2 separate regions of the Triticum aestivum genome follow, and region 1 is linked to region 2. Evidence: chromatin contacts called from public Hi-C data. All regions are on one chromosome and are shown on one strand. The core of a region is the stretch at or near the end of the contact, and the rest is flanking DNA. Distances in the headings are between cores, read along the strand shown. Region 1 holds the start of LOC123071697 (SUPPRESSOR OF ABI3-5). Region 2 holds the start of LOC123071696 (PTI1-like tyrosine-protein kinase 1).

Evidence for each region. A called contact is a pair of places that touch in the nucleus more often than the background predicts.
Region 1: a Hi-C map of leaf shows a contact between it and region 2, with 2.1 times the contacts expected there. The contact joins the promoter of LOC123071697 here to the promoter of LOC123071696 in region 2. A contact is called at or near these places in 2 of 5 Hi-C or Micro-C datasets (both in leaf).

What each region holds. Positions count from the first base shown.
Region 1 is chr3B:682,075,815-682,081,206 of IWGSC CS RefSeq v2.1, forward strand. LOC123071697 (SUPPRESSOR OF ABI3-5) reads left to right here and starts at 2,418. Exons shown (of 17, transcript XM_044495282.1): 1 at 2,418-2,737; 2 at 3,884-4,013; 3 at 4,210-4,250; 4 at 4,441-4,626; 5 at 4,754-5,159; 6 at 5,242-5,313. The coding sequence starts at 3,966.
Region 2 is chr3B:681,697,006-681,702,342 of IWGSC CS RefSeq v2.1, forward strand. It overlaps LOC123071696 (PTI1-like tyrosine-protein kinase 1), which reads left to right and starts at 2,058. Exons shown (of 9, transcript XM_044495280.1): 1 at 2,058-2,193; 2 at 3,102-3,230; 3 at 3,376-3,626; 4 at 3,777-3,903; 5 at 4,039-4,312; 6 at 4,984-5,116; 7 at 5,227-5,313. The coding sequence starts at 3,131.

The sequences.
Region 1 (5,392 bases), core at 1,168-3,667, 380 kb after region 2:
CATCTCATCTTCAATGAGTTCATCTTGCGATTCCATCACCGTGTATGAGTAATTCGGTAAGGCAATGAGCTGAGGCAATGCCTTGCAGTCATATGTGTTTGTGCAAGAGATCGTTGGAATGACGTTGCATATTTGACGTTATATGTATGTGTCCAATCATGACGTAGTTGTCTTTTGTCTTCTTCTCGTTCTAAGGCCCTACAAGTACCCAAGATCTCGTAGATCGATCAAGGATGAGGCAAGAAGCGAGGACACGTGGAACGCTATTCTGAACAGCGGCGAGAGAACAGATTTGTACGGGGAAGAAAGCAACTCCCATGGGATAAATGCGGTGCAGTTATTAAATGCACAATCTCTTGTCTGGAATAATTCTTAATTGCCGAGGTAAACCCACGCGACAGTAAGGGCCATCAGTTGGACAACAGACTCTTGATGCAGGTCGTGACCGGTCAAGACGTACTTCAAACACATCCCCCACTATCATCGCGTAGCAAGCACATCGTAACGGTTGTATTCAAGAGCTATGTTTATTATCAAGAAGGGATCCCACACAGAAGTATAAGATTGCAAGAGTAAGACCTCGTACACATGTCAATTTCAATATTATTATTTACTTTCAAAAAGGTTGTTACATGTTTGGTTAAAATTGTAATTTAATTCGATAACAATAACTTGTTTGACTCATTAGTGCACATCCTTTCATGGGTTCGACAACCTATGATCACTCCGTGGGGAAAGGTACAAAGACCTGCTATCCAAAGCGGATCACAAAGGGCATCACCGATCGACCAACGCAATGTCCTAATCGGTGGGCATCTGAGTCGTCTAATCCAGTCCTCCCGCAACCACTGGATTCCCCCTCTCTCGAACCGTTTCTTTCTTCATGCAGCCACCACACTCTCAACCCCTCCACAACCCATTTATGCGTCGCCTTCCACTTGTAGCACCCCCACCGCGTGAGTTCGCCGCACCATGTCGTTCGCTCGCAACATCCCAGACGTTGCGCTCGTAATACCCACCGCCGACAAGCTCGTGACAGTTTGTTGACTCGGTTGCAGCATGTCGTTCCGTCCATCTCCTCCTCCCAGCGCCCATCACAACATCGACCAACCATGGTCGTAGCGTACCCCGATGCCAATTCCAGCAAATAGTGGTCGAGGTCGTAGCATCACCAACGGGCCGGTTCCAGCATGCCGCGATCGCAGTCGCAACACCTCTCGATTATGGTCCCAACACGTGTGTGACACAGTCGCAGTAACCTTGATGATCGGGTCCAACATGTGACGACACACCGCAACTGATTCTAATACACACGGCTCACATCACCACATATTGCCGACCCCCAACAAAAGTAGGCGTAGGTCCCAGCAAAAGTTGCCATTGGTCGCGACACCACCAATTGTTGATCCTAGCAAAATCAGTTTACCGGTCCCCTGCGAATCAATCACCAGCCGCAGCAAAAACCTTCGTTGGTCGCAGCAGCAGAGGTCGTAGCTCGCCGACTTGTGGTTTCCATCTAGCCAGCACAAAGCATCCCGCTTGCTGCAATGCTGCCGACCCTTGCAGCTCGCGCGACGGGTGGCTCGAGGCGAGCGACGGTGCATGCTACAACATTGCCCCCCCATGCAACGCAGGTGGTGGCATCTCTCGTCAATGGAAAGGGAAGGAAAGGAGGAGCTAGAGGTCACTTTGTGGGAGTGCTTTGGCCACACGCTACACCGAGGACTAAGGAGGTGCCTGTGGCTAAAGCGCACCACCGATTTAAGGAGCACAATACGGATAGTCTTGGAGTTTTGGGGCGGGATAGATAAGAGAGGTGTATTTGGATCAGGGAGCAGTAGAAAAAGAACGATGTGTGGCCACAAACTCGCTGGAGAAGAAGATAAGGTGGGGATGAGCCAAGATATATGCGGGACCTACTGCCGCGTGGGGACGTCTTGTGTGATCTGCCTTTTTGATTTTTTTGGCTTGTTTCCTTTTTGTAATGTGCTTATTAATATGTCGAACTTTGATCTTTCTTCTAATGGTGTCTTGTTCAGGGAAATAAAAGACTTTTGCTAGTCTGAATTTTAGTTTTTTTCATATTGTTCATTGTCCGAGGGTTTGTAATAAGGTTGCGGACGCTCTTGCGCTATATGGGTTGAAGATGGAGCTTGTACCCCAAGCCGTATGGCCGGGTCTTGCCCCTACCTTTGTCCGGTCTTTTGTTGCTAGCGAGGTCGCTAGACACGTTAATTAATGGACTGAAATATTTCAATCTAAAAAAAAGTTTAATTTCGAGGAGCCGTATAAATTATAAGTTTAAAACCGACTTCCACGTTGCTTTAAGAAAAATGGAAAAACGGCTTCCACGAAAAAGAAAGCAAAAGAGAAATCGCGGTCGAGTCGGTCTGCCAGCGCACGAGACCGCGACGCCAACCCGAACCACTTGTCCCGAACCGCGTCTCCTCCTTCGCCCGCTCTCTACACATCTCTTTCCCCCGAGACTAGGGTTCCGGCCCCGCCACTCCCGCCGCCGGCGCCGCCACCCCCTCCCCTCTTCAAGCCATACCGTCCTCTTCATCTCCTCCGCCAGGTCCCGTGGCCCACCTTCGCCGCGGCTCTCTACCACGACTCCGGCCGCGGTCCACCACGACTTCTGGCGGCTGCTCCCGCCAGCTCGCGCACGATCTCGCGCGCGGCTCCCGGTCCGCACGCGCGAGACGCAAGAGCTCGCTTCCGCCTACCTGTTCGCAAGGTATTTTCTAATCAAATACTGCAGTATTTGTTGTACAATCGACTCGTATATGCTGTTGATTGGGGAAGTATATGGTGTTGACTGGAGAAATATATACCGTACACGGGTGCTCAGATCAGATGTTTCCGGTGAGCAATTTGTGTTTGCGCATGGTGTTCCGATTTTGCTGTGATGTATGGTGTGACAGTGAGTAATCTGTAGTTATTTAAGCCATGGCAGCGAGAAAATTATCTTTGATTTTAGCATTTTGCTTAAGAAAAGACCGGCAAAGCAAATACCCTTGTTCTGATCTAATATGGCAGTCAAACCATGCACTAGGACAGAAAATCTAATGCATAGACTTATTAAATTTTTCTCATCAACAGTTAGTTTTTCAGCTATATTGGTATATCCAGTATCTAGTATCTGAAGGCAAATGGTTGATGCTCTAAATTTTTCTCATCAACAGTTAGTTTTTCAGCACTTTCATGTCAGGAAACCAGTTGGATTGGCATATTAGGAAACTGCACATGCAAAAACAGTACGATGGACTTATTTATTGAAGCCTATGGATTAGGATTCTTCTACTTGTATGCTTTAAAGGGTTTATCTGTGATATTAGGTCAGAACACAGGGAGTTAAAACTGATCTGATATCTGTGGTCTGTTTTGCTATTTGTGTTTCTAATTAATTTGAAGAATGGTATTTTATCATTCCTCTATTAGTGTCCCATGGGAAAAACCATAAGCTAGCGGGTGCAATTATTTCTTATAAACTAATTCCCTCCCTCCCTGGTAAGTTCATCTAAGAGGAGCGGAGCATGCCATTGTTTTACTCATGCTGCATTTTGTATTTTTCTCCTCCTATGCATTGGCCCTATTCGGAATGTAGGAACCCATCCGAATTCTGGACAAATTGTTCTGTTCTATGCACAGTTCCTGCATTCCAGACATGTCTCTGGTATAATTACCACAAAATGTTGTGCCACAATATGATAAGAAGTAAGTTGAGGAATGGGCATATCTAGCAGCAACAAATGCTCATGGATTTATTAACACTTGAATTTCAGATGATTTATTTCTGTTCCATGCAGAAGTTCCAGTGTGATGTAGTGATATGATGGATATGATGCTTAACTTTATGGTGTCATGTTTTTTTTTCTTACAGAATACACCAAAAAATATCTACGCCCCAAAATTTGGAAGATCACCAAGAATTAACAGGATAACACGAGTGCTGAATTCTGGAAATGGATCGTGGGCGATATGCTCCACAGCATGGATGGGAGAACAACAGTGTAATTGCAGCCTTTTTCTTTATTAACTACCAAGGATGCTGAAGATAGCAGATCTAGTGGCATGTGATTGCCTTCCGTGTAACAAGCGTTATGTTGTAAATAAATTCAAGAAGCGGCCGTTGCTTAAATGGAATGGATTTACCTGCCTGTTCTGTAGACTTTGCTGCTGACTCAACTTACTCTGTTGAATCTACAGGCACCTGATGGGTATGTCACCATTAATGAGCCAGACTTTAGGTGAGTCAAGTATTTCCTGTTAAAATATGCATATAAACACCAAGTGCTTTTAATCTATACTTAAGATTGGTACCCTTTATTCTTAAATTAGATGTAATGTTTGTCCATTTATATTTGACATGCATTTTCGCTTTAAAGTGCTTTGTTATATTACCATATTCCTACTGCTGAGCGCTAACTCAATTTGCAGGGCTGGTGAATCCTACATTGGTAGGAGATATGTGGATGAAGGCTTTCCTAGTGATCGAAGGGGTGGATTTGGTCCAGATATACATGATAGAAATATGTATCCACCACCACCCTCTGCTGGCACCATGTGGTCTCAGCCTCGAAGAAATTTCGATGACGAATTTGCAACTACAAAAGATTACAGAAGGTACACTTTTGATTTTTGCAATGGGAATATCATGAATTTGATTCCTATAGAGGGGTTGAAAGACTGATAATTATCGTGTTAGTGAGAATGACTGTTAATTTGGTTGTTGTGATTTTTCTGTTCATAGGAACAAAAGGATTGGAAGTAGAGATCGTGGGGAGTTCGGTGCCGAGTTTGAAGACCGCTACCAAGGCGGAGAGGATAACTATGAGAGAGATCATCAATACGGACGCTACAGCTGTGATTCGGACTATGAGAGGAGCAGGAGAGATAGTAGTCGGAGAAGAATTGACTCGTTTGAGCATGAACGTGAAAGAAAAGGGTTAAGTCATGAAAGAGATGAAAGCCCATATGTCCGCCATAGCCGTTCTCGGTCACGTGGGCGTGATAACCGATCAAGATCTCGGTCAAGGTCATGGTCTCCACGTGGCAAAAGTCGTAATTGGGGTCAAAGGGATGGCTTCTATGATGATACTCGCTTTGAGAGAAGAGGAGAACAGGACTGGGATGAAAGAAGGCATGATGATTTGGTGGTGAGGACCGAGGACTGAGGACATACTTATATTTTTCTTTCTTGTTTTAACATACTAATTACATTTGCATTATTACTTGCAGGCGCCATCTGCGACTGTTGTTCTCAAGGGTCTGTCCCAGAAGACCAATGAAGATGACCTATATCAGATTCTTGTACAAGTTCCTCGTCATAAACTGTTAAAAGTGGTTGGAAGTGTATTGTCTCATTCATTTTAATCATTTGGGTCTGGTC
Region 2 (5,337 bases), core at 808-3,307:
CTAGTATTGATCTGTGGGACCAGTCTAGGAGTAATGGCAAATAAGGAAACACATTCAATCTTGTTTTTAATACTTTTGAGTATTTAATCAACATCTAAGTGAATTTTAATTTGGTATTAGTTGTATTACCAATCATTATTGTGCAAGACCAGGCAATGACATGAAAATCATCACGATGCATGCGGGACTGAGCAGAATTGAAAAATAGCTAAATGAAAAAAAGTAAGGCGCTTATCAAAAACTTTTTTCAGACGTCTCTGTTTTCTCTTTTTTGAGGGGATTTTTTAGATGCTTGTGGGTCTCGTGGGCATCCCTGAGGGCATCTCCAGCCGTTGGCCCCCCAAGGAGCGTCAAAAAGCGCCGCCTGGGGGTGAGCCGGCGCAAAAAATGTCCCTGGGGGCGAGTCGGCCCCCAGGGCTGCCCCTAGGCGCGTATTAAAAAAAAGATGAGACGTTCGGCGAAGTTATGATAAAACTAGTTAAATTTCGGCTAAACATGGCAAATTTCGTCTAAACATGGCAAATTTCGGCGAAATTCGCCATTTTCATGACATTAATAACCTAATATAAAAAAGAAAGGGGCTGAAGTCGTCGCCGCCATCGTCTTCGTCGTCGGCCTTCTCCTCCTTGACGCGGGCGCCCCTGCTGGACCCGGCGTCGCGATGGCGGACTGGCGGCGGCGCGTCGTCGTCGTCGTCGCTGTCGCGTAGGACGACGACCCCGTCTTCATCGCGGCCGCGTCGGCGCTCTTCGAAGCGGCGCAGGGCGGCGCGCTGGCGCTCCTTCACCTTCTCCCGGCGCGCCTTCTCCATCGCAATGGAGTCCTGGCGCGCCCATTCTAGGGTCGCGTCGTCGTCGTCGAACTCCGCCTTCACCGGCGCAAGCCCCGGCTCCGTCTTCACCTGCGTCAGTCCCGTCTCCGTCTTTGGCTTGACGAAGCGCGAAGGAGCAGATGAGGACGAGGCGCGCCGGCCGCCCTCGTTGATGATGATGCCGGCGCTGCGAGTGCGCCGCCCGAGCGGCGACTCCGCCGCGGGCTCGGCCTTGACGCCAATCGCTGCTGCTGGCGGCGCTCGAAATACGCCGCCCAGGCCGCGTGGTTGTCGGCGGCGTACTGGGGGAGGGAGAGTTGGGCGTCGGTGAGGGACGTGCGCACGATCTCGACCTCCTCGGCGAAGAACTTCGGCTTCGCCACGGCGTCGGGCAACGGGGGAATGGGTACTCCCCCGGCGCTGAGCCTCCACCCCGATGGCCCGGCGCGCATGTCCGGCGGCGCCGGGATGTTCGCCTGGAACAGGAGCCAGGACTCCTGTTCGCGGAGCGAACGGCGGCCGAAGCCGTTGGCCGCCGCCTCGTCTCCGGGGAAGCGTTCTGCCATGGCGATGGCGGGGCGGGGTGGGCTCGGGAGAGGTAGAGGGAGGGGCCGGAGGGCGGCGCTCGGGAGAGGCAGGGAAAGGGAGGGGGTGGACGGTGGCGAGGGGGGACTGGTCTGGGCGCAAGCGAGTGGAGGCCGCTGGCTTTTATAGCCGGGCCGCGCCCGTGTGTACGCGTGCGAGGGAAGCGAGGCGTCGGCGCGCCGCCCCGTGAAGCGCCGCCCGTGAGGAATCAATGGCAAGGCTGACCGGCGGCAGCCTTGCCATTGATTCCCCGCGGGAACCGAGGCCGTTGGGGGAAGACGAGGCGCCGAGCCGCTGACGCGGCTGGCCCGCGTCTTTTTCGCGCCAAAACAGCTCGCCCCAGCGCCCCCGGGTGCCCCCCAGCGCACCGGGTTCGGGCTGGATCCGCCAACGCTGTTTTCTGTTCAAGCCCGCGAAAATCGGGCTCCTAAGATGTGACTGGGCCGTTTTTTCCGCGCCGGCTGGAAATGCCCTGAACCTGCAAAACCCAACCGAAAAGCCGGCACTCACCCGTAGACGCGTGAAATGCGCCCCCACTGGCATGCAGCATCCCTCCCGCTGGGGACCCACTGGCAGTGACACATCCGGCCGTTCCGTTTTCTCGCCAGCTCGAAGGTAAACACAGTAGACAAACTCCCAACACAAAAACAAAAACAAAAAGAAAAGAAGAGTTCAAAAAGGCAAGGGAAAGAGAGCGAAACGCTATAAAAACGCGACCACCGCCTCCGTCTCCGCCTCCTCCCAGCCCCCGAGACGACGAAGCCGACCAAAGTAAGCAACGCCGCCGACCCCTCCAGGTAAGGTCTCCGCGCCCCCCAAATCCCCCTCCCCGGAATCCCGCCGCCTCCCACTCCGTTCGACGGTCCCTTCCTCCTCCGCTCCGTCTCCCGGAAATGCGCGCGATCAAATCGAACCGGTGGGGGTTTTGCGGCCGCCGGCGTTTGGGGCGCGGGCGGGGATGCCGCGCGCGCGCTCTTTCTCCGCGGTTGACCGGGGTTAGGCGCGGGTTCGTGGTGGGGAAGCGATTTGTTAGGTTAGGTGTGTGGTTTTGTGGTTCTCTGCGATCATGGTTCGATGCCCTGGATCTCGGCGCTCGTAGTCGGCCAGCCACTGTCTGTCTAAGTTGGTGTGGGCTGTGTGTAGGGAGGTCGCAGATGCCGGGTTTGGTAGTGAAATTTCTAGTGTTTGGAGTTTATATGCGAGGTGATTTTTGTAGTCTGGGTTGGGAATTTCTGTCAGATGGCGCAGTTTATTTTCAGTTGAAATGGTTGCAGAAATCCCGCGCTGTAGTATGATCTATGTGATATGTATATGTGCAAATTCGTTGGTCCCGGATAGAGCAAAGTCTAGCTGATTTACGCTTTTATAATCGGTGAGATGATTTCTGGTTCTAGGTTCTTTCAGAATTTGTTTCTGACATCGAAATGCTTTGCTGCCATCGGGAACAACTTTGATGTTTCAAAATGCTGACATAAACCGCTTAAACGAACAAAAAAACTTTAAAACTGATGCTCCTTCTGAACGTAGATGGTGGTTCAAATGCTGTTGTTCTAGAATTTATGCTTCTGTTGTTTGTGAACTTCTATGGCATTTTTGGTCGGCTTCATTGGTCAGGAGATGACATCTTAGGTCTAAAGTTGAATATGCTCCTGTGTTGATCCTGTAATATGTTTCGTGATAAAATTCATGTATGTGCTTTTCATAGTAGGGGTGAAACAAGGCAAAGAGAGAGTAATGTGGCGTCGCTGCATTTGCTGTCAAGCCGCTGAGTTTGATGAGAATGAAAATGGGCATGCCAAGGCCAAGGCCAAGGCCTCAACAAATAACGCAGATGGTACATTCATCTTACCTTGATTGTATCATTTGCTTGCTAGTTTACAGTTATCATGACACTTGAACTTATAGCTCTGTTCTGGTGGTTTGTCTGACATTCACCATTCCACAGAGAATTTGATGTTATTTCCTCTGCTTTTTTCAAGGAATGAGAAAGGGTTTGAAAGATTCTGCTACTGTGAAAGCCGAGCCACAAGATTCAGCTCCCTCTATCAATATTCCTGTTCTATCTTTGGATGAATTAATAGAGAAAACTGATGATTTTGGGGCAAAGGCTTTAATAGGCGAAGGGTCTTATGGGAGAGTGTACTACGCTGTCCTTGATAATGGGACAAAAATGGCAGTGAAGAAACTTGATTCTACTGAAAATGAGCCCATATCAGAATTCTCGACTCAGGTTGGCTTACTATTGAAGATTGGAATTATTCTTCTGGTTATACAACTGACACTTCTTAATGCATGAAGTGTTCTCTAATTTTAAATATGTATATTTTTCTGAAAATGCATGAAGAGTCCATCAGCAATGATCCATACTTTCTGATGCTAGGTTTCCTTGGTTTCGAGATTGAAACATGAGAACTTCGTAGATATATTGGGATACTGTATGGAGCGTAACCTTCGCATAGTAGCCTATGAGTTTGCCACCATGGGGTCTCTGCATGATGTTCTACATGGTATGATTACGCATATCCATCATACTACACAGTTTGATACAAAATTTCCTATTCTCGTTGGGAGCTTGGAGATTGGGGTGGTACAACTATTGTGGATTATTTGTAAGCAATTACGTCTTTAACTTGTGCTAACAGGAAGAAAAGGAGTACAAGGTGCACAACCTGGTCCACCACTTAATTGGATGCAGCGAATGAAAATTGCTGTTGATGCTGCCAAAGGACTTGAATATCTGCACGAGAAGGTCCAGCCTTCTATTGTACACAGAGATGTTAGATCCAGTAACATCCTCTTATTTGAGGACTTCAAGGCCAAGATTGCAGACTTCAATCTTTCAAATCAGGCTCCAGATATGGCTGCTCGTTTGCATTCTACTCGTGTGTTGGGAACCTTCGGTTATCACGCCCCAGAGTAAGAATCCTGTACTTCCAAACTTCCAAATCCGTGATGAATTAATACTTTGGTAACTATTTTATTGCTAAAATATAGTTCTCTTTGGAGTGCGAACTTGTCTAGTCGATTCTGTAAAAGATTGATTGCATTGCTTGTTCAAAGCAGAGGTTAAAAAATGATAACAGATAAGCACATCTATCAACAACATTAGAATTTAATCATTCCCTGGCATATATTTATACATTTTTGCACTTTGCATTGATAGCAATGTGCTGTGAAACTTGTGCCGTTGTAGAATCCGTCAGCCTGTTGTTACTTCTCCTCTGTTTGGATTTTGTTTGACCAGATAAAACTGGTTTATACTCAATTACCAATCCCAAAAAGAATCAAGTTGACCAGATGGAGGCAACCAAGCTTCCTGTACTTGGTCAGAATCAGCCACAAATATTTATGTATTTTATCTGTTACTCCCTCCGTTCCATAAGTTTTGTCGTGGTTGTAGTTCAAATCTAACCAGTTCTGTGACTGGCCAGAAACCTGTAAACTCCACCTGCAGTAAACACTAATACTGGGGGGTACTCGTTACATAAAACCTTTCTTGAAGTGATACAATTGTCTACAGAATTCTGATATTACAGAATACTGTATTTGTGTATAACTAATGTTTTGTAATGATATGAACTTTCTAGGTATGCAATGACTGGTCAGCTGACCCAGAAAAGTGATGTGTATAGTTTTGGGGTTGTTCTCTTGGAACTTCTGACAGGAAGAAAGCCTGTGGACCATACAGCGCCTCGAGGGCAGCAGAGCCTGGTTACATGGGTAATGCTCACATCATAGTTACTTATTTCTCATAATAACACGACACATCCCCATCCTTCACTGCGGACTTTGTTAACCAGTTCTCTGAGCATATAGCTTCTGTTGTGCAGGCTACACCAAGATTGACCGAAGACAAGGTGAAGGGTTGCATAGATCCCCGGTTGGAGGGTGAATATCCGCCAAAGGGACTTGCAAAGGTCTCCCTACTCCTCTTGTCGCTT